Regions from separate parts of the Oryctolagus cuniculus genome. Here region 1 is linked to region 2. A link is a contact called in public Hi-C data. All regions are on one chromosome and are shown on one strand. Each heading gives the region's core, a stretch centred on a gene start, on an enhancer-like site or on the middle of the called end of the contact. The rest is flanking DNA. Distances are from core to core; before and after follow the strand shown. Region 1 overlaps ETV6 (ETS variant transcription factor 6). Region 2 holds the start of ETV6 (ETS variant transcription factor 6).

Region 1 (6,421 bases), core at 3,571-6,070, 78 kb after region 2:
GGGGCCCCAAGCATGTTAGCTGTCCTCTGCTGCTTTCCCAGGCCGTTAGCAGAGAGCTGGATGGGAGAGGAGCAGCTGTGACATGAAGCAGCACGCATGTGGGATGCTGGCACCACAGGCAGACACTTGGCCTATTACACCACAGCGCTGGCCCTGGACTTCAAAGTTTTTAGCACCAAAATAAACTTCCCTCTGTTATATTGAGTGTCAGGTGGCTTATACGTGCAGTGTCTCCTTCAGACCTTACAATGATCCTTGGAAGTGTAGGGGATGTAATTTTTTTTGAAGGATGAGAAAAGGCAAAACTGAGGATGGTTAAATATCTCACCCGCGGTCACATAGACAATAAGAGGCATTTCTAGGGTTCCAGCCTAGGTCTGTCCCAACCAAGCTCTGCTCGCTCCTGCTGTGCCCCACCCCCTTCTGAGTTGGCACTGGCTTTTGCGAGTGATGATGAGTCAACCTTACATAAAGAAGGGCACGCATCATTTTTTTCTTTATTATTGGACAAACTTGTGTTTTCTCTGATAATCAAAATTGAAAATTTATGACGGCTGATTTCCCTCTGTCACTTTGAACACAGTTTCACAACCTGACCTTTGAAAGTGAAGACTATGAGTTCCTTAAAATATCTAAATTGGAGGAGGGCATAGAAGAAAAGCAATCTAAATTGGAGAGCTTGTATCGGGCTTCTTTGCGTCAGATAACTTAACAACAATTAGGAAGAATTCAGCAGTTCTTCCTTCGTGTAAGTCAAGTGTCCTTTGGTCTGATTCTATCAAGCCCTCCGTGTTAGTAAAGGGGAATTTGCTGATCACTCTGGGTCTGATACTGAAGAAGCAGCATAGTGCCTATTCGCTTAATGTGAGAGACCCTTTGGAGTCAGGGCTGTGGTCTGATGAACCGGAACTGACGGATGCCACCCTGAGCCACTGTGGTCCATCCAGAGGGTTTCAGGTCTCTGCACTGGTGTGCGTTGTAGTGTTTGGTGGAGGTTGGCCTACTTTGGGCTGAAGTTGATGGATGTGGGCGAGCAGAACTGGTTCTTCTCTTTCGTGCTCAGTTCTGGGGAAGCTCTGGAAGACTCATTATGCAGAGTTGCAGGTGGACTACCTTAGACCATCTCCATTTCTCTGTGAAATAAGGAGCTCTTTTCCCATCCAGCTCTGGCGTTCTGTGACTTTCCTTGCACACACTGAGTGAAATAGTGTCATAAATCATGCTTATTGCATCACAGCTCTGTGGTTTAGCTCCGTGTTCACGTCGTCCAGTACTAAGTACACCTTTGTGGTGGCCTTAAGGCAGTTGTACACAGCACAGAAACTGCCCAGCCACTTAACTCAATCTTTTGAGTAGGCACAGATTCCTTATCTTTTAGATCTAAAATAAAGTAGGTGGATTTTGATTCCAAGGGTCAGCGAGCCAAGTGTGGTAAATAGCGAGCGCTCCTCTGGACAAGGCGTTTCAGAGGCGATGCTGAGTGCCTTTGGCCGGCAGCGCACACAGATCTACGGCTTCCTTTTCTCATTTTGCCTGTGTCATTGCTCTTCCTGCACCGTGCATGTTAACGCTGCTGCTCCACCCTGCTCCAAATACAGCTGTGCCTGCTCAGCTGCGTTTTCTTCCTTCAACCAAAAAGCAGGCATCCAGCCCTGCCTCCCCAGGAGTGGGAAAACCTGGAGCTCTGAAGGCAGTTGCTTCGGCTCCCTATTTCATCTCCGATTAGGATGCGCAGGCGGCGCTGAGTGACATAGAACCCATCAAAGGTCTCTGCTTCCTGCTGCTTTCTTGGTTCTGGAGGAGAGGCTATACACAGGGATTACGATAGACTGGGGTAACAAGCAGGGTGCTGTGGAATATTTACTTATACTCAACAGCTGTCATTTTGACAAGCCCCCCCCCCCCCCCCCGCCCGCCCGCCCATAATGTCTTGATGCTGTGGGGCATGCGTGTAAGATCTGTGGCTGTCTGAGGACATTAATAAAAGGCTTGACCTCATGTGCCTGCAGGTGATCACAAGACAGTTATTGAGACATTCAAAGAAAGAGTGTCTTTGTCTTCTGGATCCTTTTGAAGAAACTAGGAAAAGCTTTCCCAAGGCCTCTAGTTGGCGAATTGCTTTGGGGCAGTTCTTGTCCTGTGGTTCATTGCTGATCGCTGAGAGAAGTTTGCACTCAAACAGACCTAGGCTTGTGGGTGACGACCCCTGATCCTCTTCACCTCCCAACCATGGGTGGTGTCTGACATTGAACTCCTTGCTGCAGCCCCAGCGCTTTGGCTGATGGAGCTTGGACTTTGGACCAAGAATTCGAAGCCAGGAAGTGGAGTTTTCTCAATCCCAACAGCCCCTTAACACATGTAAATTGCTTTCAAGCTGAGAAGAAAAGAACAGAGTGTCCTCTTTTACAACAAATCTTAATAGAACATGAGGGGAAAGTTAGACTTTGTATAAATTAGAGAAAATAAGGCCCATCATTAAACATTAGAGAGAGTCCTGGGGAATTTCCAAAACTGGTGCTCCAAAGTGAGCGATAGTTCTTGTGTGCCCTTGAGAGGCCCATCCTGGAGATGTCGACCCATTGCAGGCACCCTGGGCTCCCCTTCCACGTGACCAGCTCCCAACCTCCACTGTGTCCCTGCCCTGTCCAGATCCCCACATCCTGCTTGGCCATACCCTACTTCTTTTGGCCCATCTTCCCACACTTACTGGGTATATTGAAATGACTCTGACCAGCTATATAATTGGCAAAACACTGTGCAAAGTGCACATGCAGGGCCCCTTGTTCAAAAATTGTGAAGTCTTCCAAGCTAGCCAGAGCAGAACATTAAAACAAGCACAGAGCAGCACAGGGCCCTGGGTGGCTGCACCGTGCTGTCTGCTGTATTTTGGAATAAGTGGGAGTCAGTTTTAGGGCCATCGAAGTTTCAGACCCAGACACTGCCAGGGCCTCTGACAGCTCGCTGGTCTGTGATTCAGAGAGAGTCATCCAGACAGGAATTGTCAGGGTCTTGGTTTCTTTGTTTTCTGAAGTTGCTGGGGCCATGTTTGGGGTTTCATCCAATCTGTTGAGGCAGTCAGTGTGGTTTTTCCACTATTCAGAACTGGCAGAGGAACAGATTAAATCAGAGATGGTATGGGGTGGGCGTTGTGGTAGAGTGGACTGAGCTGTCAACTGTGACGCTAGCATCCTACGTGAGCACCCGTTCAAGTCTCGGCTCTCTGCTTCCAGTCTGGCTTTCTGTTAATGTGCCTGGGAAAGCAGCAGACGATGGACCAAGGTGCTTGGGCCTCTGACACCCATTTGAGAGACCTGAGTGGAGTTCCTGGCTCCTGGCTTTGGCCTGGTCCAGCCTGGCCATTACAGCCATTTGGGGAATGAACCAGTGGCTGAAGTTACTCTCTTCTCCCCCACCCCGACCTTTGTTATTCCATCTTTCAAATAAATAAGCAAATTTTTTTTTTTAAATTTATTTATTTGACAGATTGACAGATTGACAGAGAGAGAGAGAGAGAGAGAGAGAGATGGCTTTAATCCACTGGCTCATTCCCCAAGTGGCCACAATGGCTGGAGCTGCACCAGATAAAAGCCAGGAGCCCAGGACTCCATCTGGGTCTTCCATGTGGGTAGCTGAGGTCCAAACACTTGGGTCATTCTTCACTGTTTTTCCCAGGCCATTAGCAAGGAGCTGGATCGAAAGTGAAGCAGCAAGCGTAGGAACTAGCATGCATATGGGATGACCTGTGTCAGAGGCAGCAGCTTTACCCACTATGCCACAGTGCTGGCCCCATAAGTAAATCTTTAGAAAAAAAATTTTAAATGATGTTGAAGGACTGAAGAAGCTGCCGCCCCATTATTGAACCTCCTGGAGAGAGGGGACTTGAAGCCCAGGGCCCTGGAGCCTGAATTTGCCCTGAGAGGGGGCCTGCATTTCGCATGGAGAAGTGCTGCCTGGGGTCTACGGTGGCACTCATGTTTTTTTGGTGAAGAGAGTATGGTCCTTGCTCCAAATTATTGCATGATCTCTTTACACAATATACTGCAAATTAGACATACCAACTTTAGAGTTTTAATTTATTATTATTTTTTTAACTTTGTTTGCAAGACAGACAGACAAAGATCTGCTGGTTCCTTGCCCAAATGCCCACAATGGCTGGGGCTGATCCAGGCTGAAACCAAGAGCCCAAGCCTCCCACGTAAGTGGCAAGGATCCAGGTACCTGAGCCATCATCTGCTGCCCCTAAAGGAAGCTGGAATTGGGAGCGAATCCAGGACTTGAACGCAGGCACTTCGATATGGGATGCAGGCATCCCAAGCAGCATCTGAAGTGCTGTGTCAAGTGCTTGCCCCCAAAACACTTTAAAGCCAAGTGCTGGAGATGTGTTAGGTCTAGAATGTGAAAGAATGCCTTGGGTACTGATGTAAAGACTCTCTTTCCCAAAGGACAAGCTCTTGTCCTGTGTTCCTGCACAGACAAGTCACACCGACCTTTCCTCCTCCCCAGGGATGGTGAGGAAGTTCCAGCTGCCGAGTCACGAGGCCAGGCTGTGTGTGACGTGGCTGAGCTCTGCGTCTCTGAGCAGTGGCTCTCACAGTGAGAAACGTGCTGTGGCTGCTTTGGGGGGTGCCAAGGCAGGGTCATGGAGCAGCCAGGCTGCATGGGAGGAAAGAGTTGGGTCCAGGTGCCACAACTCAGCACAGAGCAATGGATGGGAGCAGACGGAGGGTGAAGGGAAAGGGGGATGAAGACTGAGCAGGGCCTCTGCCCATCCTTCCTCTTCCCTACCCTGGACCACTTGGCCACTTCCCTCCCTGAAATAGGAAGTGGTGTTGCGGTGACACCGAGGGCAGGAGCTCCTGCTGCCTGGGCCCCGGCACGCTTGCTGGCTCTGAGTCATCCAGGAAGTGAGGGCGTGGGTTACCGCCTCCTCTCCCACTATGGCCTCGGGCTTCCACCAGCAGAAAGTGCCCAGCCTCTTCCTAGTGAGAGGCTGTGAACATGACTAGTGGCAGTCTGTACAGATTTGGCAAAGGAACGGGAGCTGGGGTTGTTTGGATTGGGGATTATCGAGGGGAAAGACGATAGCTGAAGATACGAAGAGTATTATTAGCACATTCACGACCAGTGTTAGTCTTTAAAGGTCATCAAGAGCCACCAGCAGAGCCCCTTCCCCGAAATGATCCTGGAGACAGTGCTGGGTGGAAGTAGTGGGGGCTTCAAAAAGTTCCTGGAAAGAAGCACCTGGCTCCTGGCTTCGGATCAGTGCAGCGCTGGCCGTAGCGGCCATTTGGGGAGTGAACCAACGGAAGGAAGACCTTTCTCTGTGTCTATAACTTTACCTGTAAAAAAAAAAAAAAAAAAAAGGTTCCTGGAAACACGGAATTAAAAGGAAATGTAGGAATAGGCATTGTGGTGTAGCAGGTAAAGCCGCCACCTGCAGTGCCAGCTTCCCATGTGGGTGCTGGTTCGAGTCCCAGCTGCTCCACTTCCCATCCAACTCTCTGCTATGGCCTGGGAAAGCAGTAGAAGATGGCCCAAGTCCTTGGACCCTGCACCCACATGGGAGACTCAGAAGAAGCTCCTGGATCCTGGCTGTGGATTGGTGCAGTTCTGGCCATTGAGACCATTTGGGAAGTGAGCCAGTGGATGGAAGACCCCTCTCTGCCTCTGCCTCTGCCTCTCTGTAACGCTGCCTTTCAAAATAAATAAATAATTTTTTTTTAAAAAACAGGATCTGCAGAGAAGGGATCACTCCATGAGTTTTGTCACCTGTGGTGAAAAGTCCATGACTAGGGCTGGTGCTGTGGCTCAGTTGTTTAAAGCCCCGACCTGCAGTGCCAACATCCCATATGGACACTGGTTTGAGCCCCGGCTGCTCCACTTCTGATCCAACTCCATGCTAGTGAGTCTTGGAAAGCAGTGGAGGATGGCCCAAGTCCTTGGGCCCCTGAACCCATGTAGGAGACCCAGAAGAAACTCTAGGCTCCTGGCTTTGGCCTGGCCCAGCTGTAGTCATTATGGATATTTGAGGAGTGAACCAGTGGATTTCCAGAAGACCTCTCTCTCTCTCTCCCTCCCTCCCTCTCTCTCTCTACCTCTCTGTAACTCTGCCTTTAAAATAAATAAAAATAAATCTTTAAAATAAAAATAAGTCCGTGACCTTGGCACTTTTAATTTGAGGAACAGAGACATGAGAGGGGGAGAGAGAGTGAGTGAGCCAGTGAGCTCCCTCATCCACTGGCTCACTCCCCACGTGCCTACCATGGCCGGGGCTACTCCCATGTGGCATGTGGGTGTTTTAACCATTAGGCCAAGTGCCTGCTGCCCCTGACCTTGGCACTTTAGAGATCTATAATTTACTGAAGATGATCCCATAGGTTACCTGGGTAGGAATTCTGGAATTTTTTAAAAATATGTATTT
Region 2 (6,565 bases), core at 2,187-4,686:
GCATTTTGTCAATAAACTGTGGACATGTGTTTTCTTGTTAAGTATCTACCTAATGTCTTCACTTTTTTTTTTTTTTGACAGGCAGAGTTAGTAAAAGAGAGAGTCAGAGAGAAAGGTCTTTCTTTGCCATTGGTTCACATTCCAATGGCCGCTGTGGCCGGCGCGCTGCGGCCGGCACACCGCGCTGATCCAATGGCAGGAGCCAGGGTGCAGGGCCCAAGTACTTGGGCCATCCTCCACTGCACTCCCGGGCCACAGCAGAGAGCTGGCCTGGAAGAGGGGCAACTGGGACAGAATCCAGCGTCCCGACCGGGACTAGAACCAGGTGTGCCGGGGCTGCAAGGCGGAGGATTAGCCTAGTGAGCCGCAGCGCCGGCCCTGTCTTCACTTTCTGACTCTTGACTCACAAAGGCTAAAACATTTAGTCCCAGGCCCTTTGGGGAACTCCTGGTCTCAATGCAGCTTTTGGAAGAGCTGTCACTGTGTATTTGGCTTTGGAACCACAAACTGCTCTGTGAATCACTGGGAGAAGTCAGCAGGTGAGAGAAACAGAGAGTGAGAGTAAATTCAGTCCTAGATTGAAATAATTGTAAGTAACATTACTTGAGCATATACAACGTGTGGCACTCTGTTAAGGAAACCTCCCCTTTACTTCCCCAAGATGGATTTAGTTGAGAGGCCCAGTGACAGAGAGAGAGGGTGAGACAGCCATCTTCCATCTGCTGGGTGTTTTCCCAAATGGCTGCAACAGCCAGGTCTGGGCCAGGCCAAAGCCAGCAACTCCATTTGGGTCTCTCTCCCTTGGGTGGCACCATCCCAAGTACGTGGGCCATTCTCTGCTGCCTTCCCAGGCACATTAGTATTAGCAGGAAGCTGAGTCAGAAGATGAGGACCCAGGACTCAAACCCAGGCTCCTGTAAGGGATGTGGGTGCCCCTAGATGCGGCTTAACTTGCCACACCACAACTTCTGCCCTAAGGAAGCACTTTGTACAGTACTCCCTGCCTTCAGCCACAGCTTTGCTTTCCACAGTACCCTAAGGTCAACTGAGATGTGAAAATAATAAATGGAAAATTCCTGAAATAAACATTTTATAATTTTTTAAAAAGATTCACTTATTTATTTGAAAGTCAGAGTTACACAAGGAGAGAAGGAGAGGCAGAGAGAGGTCTTCCATCTTCTGGTTCACTCAATTGGCTGGAACGGCAGAAGCTGCGCTGATCCAAAGCCAGGAGCCAGGAGCTTCTTCCAGGTCTCCCACGCGAAAGCAGAGGCCCAAGGACTTGGGCCATCTTCTACTCCTTTCCCAGGCCATAGCAGAGAGCTGGAAGGTAAGTGGAGCAGCCGGGACTCGAACAGGTGCCCATATGGGATCCCGGGACTTCAGGTTGCAGCTTTACCCGCTACACAACAGCACCAGCCCCCTTATAGTTTTTAAATGACTTTATTACAGGATACTTTTACAGTTGCTTTATTTCATTAACTGTGGTTGTTCATCTCTTGTGCACCTAACTTCTAAGTTAAACTTTATTACAGATATGTTTGTATAGAAAAATAGTGAATGCCAGGTTCAGAACCGTCCAGGTCTGAGGCATCCCCTGGGGAGCAGGCAGGATTGATTACTGTTTATGTTTTCTCCTTTAATAGGAGAGTCATATTAGATAGGTACTATGTCCCCTCCCCGGGTCACAGAAGCTTGGAGATCATTTTGATAAGCAAGTGGTTTATGGGACTTCACCCAGCCCCGGGACAGCAGATCCTCTGCAAACAGGAGGAGGAGCAAGGTAGACGGAACCTTGTGAAGGGGCAGGAGCAGGTGGCCAGGTGTGGACAAGACTCGGACTTCCAGGTTACAGAGCCCCACTTCTCCTTTATGGCAACAGGTCTCTCCCCCACCCTTTCATAAATGCTAGTTCGGAGCGTGTTGATGAATGTGTGAACCAAAGTATCCACGGGGGTCTGCACGCATTTACACACAGTGTGGAAGGGTGAAGGGAAGCGGGCAGGGAACATACGGGTGTACACGCATCTACATGTTTATACTATGTATTTATATATTCGTGACATGCGACGGGGAAAACATTACAATGTGTCGCTTTCCACCGCACACCCACACCCGAAGTCCCTCGGAAGCCTCCTCGCGACGGGGTCTCCAGCCTGCCCAAGCAGCCGTCCACGACGACGACCCCAGTGCGGTGGCCCTGGGACCCGAGCCCGCCGGCTTCCCGCGGCTCCCGGACACCCGCGCCCCCGCCGCAGGCGCGCGTCCCGCCACCCGGGTAGCCGCGTCGCCTCGGTCGGTCGGCGGCGGCCGCTGTTTCTTTAAACGGGCAGTGGATTTCCACACGGGGAGGGAGAGGGGTCAGCGAGGGAATGCGGCCGCCTCGGTGCCCGGCCCGGGAAGCGCCCGCGGCGCCTCGGCGTTCTCCTCAGCCTAGCGGGGTGCGGGTGGCGGACCGGGGGAGGCGCCCCTCTCATCCCGGGGCGCCCCGCTGGCGTGGCCCCGCGTCGCGGGCCGCGGCGGCCGGGCTTTGTGTGAGGCGTCGCGCGCGGGCGCTCGGCTCCCGGCACCGGCCCGGGCGCAGCTGTAACCCGATCCCCCATTTCCTGGTGGCTTCTCTTAAAGCGGCCGCGGTCCAGAAGCAGAACAAAGGCTATTGTTGCATTTCCTCCTTCGGATTCCGCGTTCTGACCGGAATGCCCCCTCACGGATAGTTAGGCTCCTGGCCGCTGCGCTGGGTGTGTGAAGGGGAAACGGTTTTCTTTTTTTTTTTTTTTTTCTTAAAAATAAATAAATAAATAAATAAACCTTGCGCATTCATTTCCCTGCGTCTGCGGGACGGAGCCGGGGGAGGTAGGCGCGGTGGAATAAAGCCCGCTCGGGGGGCGTCTGCAGACCCCGCGTGACGCTTGCCAAGGAGGCGTCCTGCGAGCGGCCCGCGATTGCGGCGAGCAAGCGGGGCCCGCGCGGCGCGGGGCGGCCCCGGCCCGGTGCCGGGGGGCGGGGGTCCGCGCCGCGCGCCCCCGGCCGCGCCCCCGCGGCGCCCCTCCCCCGCCGGCCGCTCGGCGGCGCGATGCGGGGCTGTAACCCGAGCCCGTATTTCCTGGTGGCTCCTTTAAGAGGCAGAGCTCTGTGCTGGGAATTCACGTCAGTTTCTGCCCTGAAACTCTCAAGATCAATGAGCAAAGCGCTTTCTCAGTTCTGCCTTTCAGTTTCTCTCTTCCAGGAAGGAAAACATTCGAGGGCGCGAGCGGGGAGCGGCGGCGGGGGGCGGGGGCGCCGGCCGCGGGTGGGAGGAGAGACGCGAGGCCGGCCGGCTGCGCCCCGGGTCGCCGCGCCGCGCCCTGCAGACCCCGCGGCCGCGCTCGGCCCGGCTCCCACGCCCCCGCGCGCCCCGCGCCCCGCGCCGCTCCGCCGGCGCCCGCCCCGCCCCGCCCCGCCGCGCCGCGCCGCGCCCGCCGCCGCCGCCGCCGCCGCCGCCGCGCGCGCTCGCAAGACCCCCGGGGCGGCTGCCGAGGGGGCGAGATGCTGGAAGAAACTTCTTAAATGACCGCGTCCGGCTGGCCGAGGAGCCGTTCGGGGTTGGGGAGAGGCAAGGAAAGTGGAAAAACACTGAGAACTTGCTGCTCTCCCCCGCTGTGAGACATGTCTGAGACTCCTGCTCAGTGTAGCATTAAGGTAAAGCCCCGCTCCCCTCCCTCTCCGGGTCGCGGACCTCGCGCGGCAGCGGCCGGGGCAGGCGCGCCGGGCTCCCCGGGGCGCGAAGGGCAGGGGATGCGGCTAGGCGGCGGCGGCCGTCCCCTTAGCGTAACCTTGCTGCCGAGCCCCGGCCGGCCCCCGGCCCCGTCTCTAGCCCTTCTCTTTTTGACAATGAAATGCCCGTCACGATCGCTCAGGTGGAACCCTGGGTGCTTCCATCGCTGTAAAACACCCACTGTAATTAGTGCGCTTAAGAGGGAAAAAAAAAAAAAAAAAACCTGCCCCTATTCCTACACCCCACATGTGATTGCAATGAGATATAACTTTTCTTCCCGAGGGGTGGTCTCCTTAGGGGGGGAAAAAAAGTTCTCCGGCCCCTACTCGGGTAGGATTCTTTTTTTTTTTTTTTTAAGGATTCCCTGGGTCTGTCGGATCATAGAAGATTTTCCCCCCTCTGATTGTAATTGCAAGCGCGGTGGGAGAGTCTGTCCTGGTGTCAGCTTTTCTTGGGCATTGCACAATGAATTTTTTTTTAAAAACCAAGGTGAATCAAGTTGCTGAATAGTTATTTTATTCCAATGCATATGAAAGTTGAGCAATCCCCCAAGTAGAAAACTCCTGTGGTGCACGAGGAAAAAGCAGTGAGCGACCACGCAGAATGACCTTCCGTGACAGTGCACGACTCCCTGGCTGCGTTTTGCAGGAGAGTGGACATTAGCAAACGCGGCCCTTGGTGTCCGAGTGGTTGTGCGTGTTGTAGCTGTCAGTGCAGTGGTGCCTACCGCGGTTTGTTGCTTCTAGAAAAAGTTGTTGTAAAGTTTGCTACCGTTGGGAGGCAGGGTGAGTGGTTGGTCTCCCCCTCGCTGCTTGTCTTGTGCTCGCATTTCCCGGGGCCCGGCAGTGCCCAGGTGTAAGGCTTTTTGCTTCATTGAGGGGCTGCTCCTGCGGCTGCTGGCCTGGCCTCTGTAGTGGGTGTGTGTGGGACGGACACGCAGAAGCCATGGGCTGATCACCTGCCTTCTTCTCTGGGGAATCAGGAAGCCCTGTCCCTGTGCCTGACTTTTTCTCCCCTCTTTTCAGTTGGGTTCTGTGGAGGGGGGAAGGTGGTACTTTATGATCCTTGCTTACTCGATCTCCATGTTTAGTTTTTCGTGTTTGCTTATCAGGAGAGATTTCTAAAGTAGGGCTAGTGTGAACCCAAAAGGTAGGTTGGGTTTCTTTGTTTTTGCCTCATGAAAATGCCCAGTGGAACATCTGAGCTTCTGTGCTTGTGAGTACCTGGGACTGGCAGCCCGTCCGTGGGTGTGGAGGGGGTGCCACAGTAAAGAATGTGGGGTTCTTTGATACTTCAAAGCCAATTTCTTTTGTGGTATAAATTAGATTCTCCATCGAGTTCAGGAAAATCCTGCGGTATAGATAATCTAATTTATTTGACACTTCATAACAAAAACAGAGGTAACTAAATAATAGGGTATTAGATCAGCAAATTGTATTTAGCTTGATGGCGATAAACCTGACACCAGGAAAATCTGGACCAACTCCTGGGCCGTAACTTTAGGCTGAAAAGAGAAACAAGTCTTTCTGTAACTTTTCTTGACACCTCCTCTTAAGAGATTGGGTCTCTTCTGTTCAGAGTGGATTGTTTCTTCATATTCTAGTGGAAGAGGAGTACACATTCCCTTTCCATACCCACACATACAGAACCAAACCCAAACAAAGCAGTTTCTTAAATGCAACATGAAAATTGCAACTGTGATTTGCATAAGGTAATTTTTTTCCCTTATGGCTTATACTCTCAGTTCTTTTTGGGTGCCTCTTCATCGCTGTGTACTTCTGTGTAATTAAAATAGATGGAACGTTCTTTAGCAGTCAAGGAAGTACCACTCTTCTTTTTGGCTTGTGCTGTGTGGATCCAGTATGTGGGTCTTTGCTGAGACCATGTACGTGTCCATTTAGGTGCTTATCTGTGAAGAGTGTCTCGCCATGGAGATGGTTTAATTCACAGTGTTCCAAGGACCGGGATTATTCCAGGTCTTCTGAAAACATTCTGGGGACGGGTGCTCGTTTGATGTACTTCTTGGGATGTGGTACAGTGAATGCACCGTAGAAACTACTGAGACCCACAAGCAAGTTGCTTGCTTCTAGAAGGGCTAATTCCAGGGTGCAGTAAACCAGACTTTGCAGTGGGGTGGAGGACCCATGTCAGCGTTCCAGGGATGGGCTGATGACATGTGCTGAAGACAAGCCACCAGGAAGGCTTGCTGTGCACGTGGAGAGGTTTCTCTCCCCCTCTCCTCTCCTGCCTTACAAACAGCTGGTGAGCAGCAAGCAGTAAATTCCTTAGCACTGGGGAGATGCAGCTCTGAGGGCTGACCAGAGGCAGCCGCAAAGGGAAGTACTTTGTTTACTTCTCAGCCGTGTCCTGTCCATTCTCCTGGAAGGGAGTTGGGTCCTGTTTGGGAGAAGTTGCCAAGGCCAGAATGTCTGAACCGGTCAGTGGGTGACACCTTTGCAAAGATCACGTATGTGGCCGTGATTGACAGGGAGTGCCTGATCAGGCCTTTTATCTTTCTTTTGCATTTTATAAGCATCTTTCGTTCACCCAGGGAGGTGAGTGTCAAACCCACATTTTTTGACTGGAGGAGAAGAGAGGTTGAGGAGCACAGGGTCACTCAAACTAGTGGAGCTGACTGTATCTGTGCACTGGGCTGCCCTGCTGTGTGTCGTGGCCCTCTCGTCAGGAGAGTTTAGGTGCTTGAATTCCTGAGCATTCGGGGTTGCTTGAACGCAAGGACGGGATCGGCTCCCGGTGTAAAACATCCAGTGTGTCTCAGGACTGCGCAGCTGACGGCTGGTCACAGGAAGG

What was found. A called contact is a pair of places that touch in the nucleus more often than the background predicts.
Region 1: a contact with region 2 is called in a Hi-C map of an unstated tissue, with 2.8 times the contacts expected there. The contact joins the enhancer-like site here to the promoter of ETV6 in region 2. A contact is called at or near these places in 2 of 6 Hi-C or Micro-C datasets (ear pinna and an unstated tissue).

What each region holds. Positions count from the first base shown.
Region 1 is chr9:109,352,386-109,358,806 of mOryCun1.1, forward strand. All of the region lies in intron 1 of ETV6 (ETS variant transcription factor 6), which reads left to right. Among named protein-coding and RNA genes, the nearest start is that of ETV6, 77 kb to the left of the region's middle. Within about 2 kb of position 4,821, at least 3 of the 8 cell types and tissues checked have an H3K27ac peak or open chromatin away from gene starts, as enhancers often do. A contact at or near this core is called in ear pinna, where this site is marked.
Region 2 is chr9:109,275,435-109,281,999 of mOryCun1.1, forward strand. It overlaps ETV6 (ETS variant transcription factor 6), which reads left to right and starts at 3,437. Exons shown (of 9, transcript XM_051850772.2): 1 at 3,437-3,678.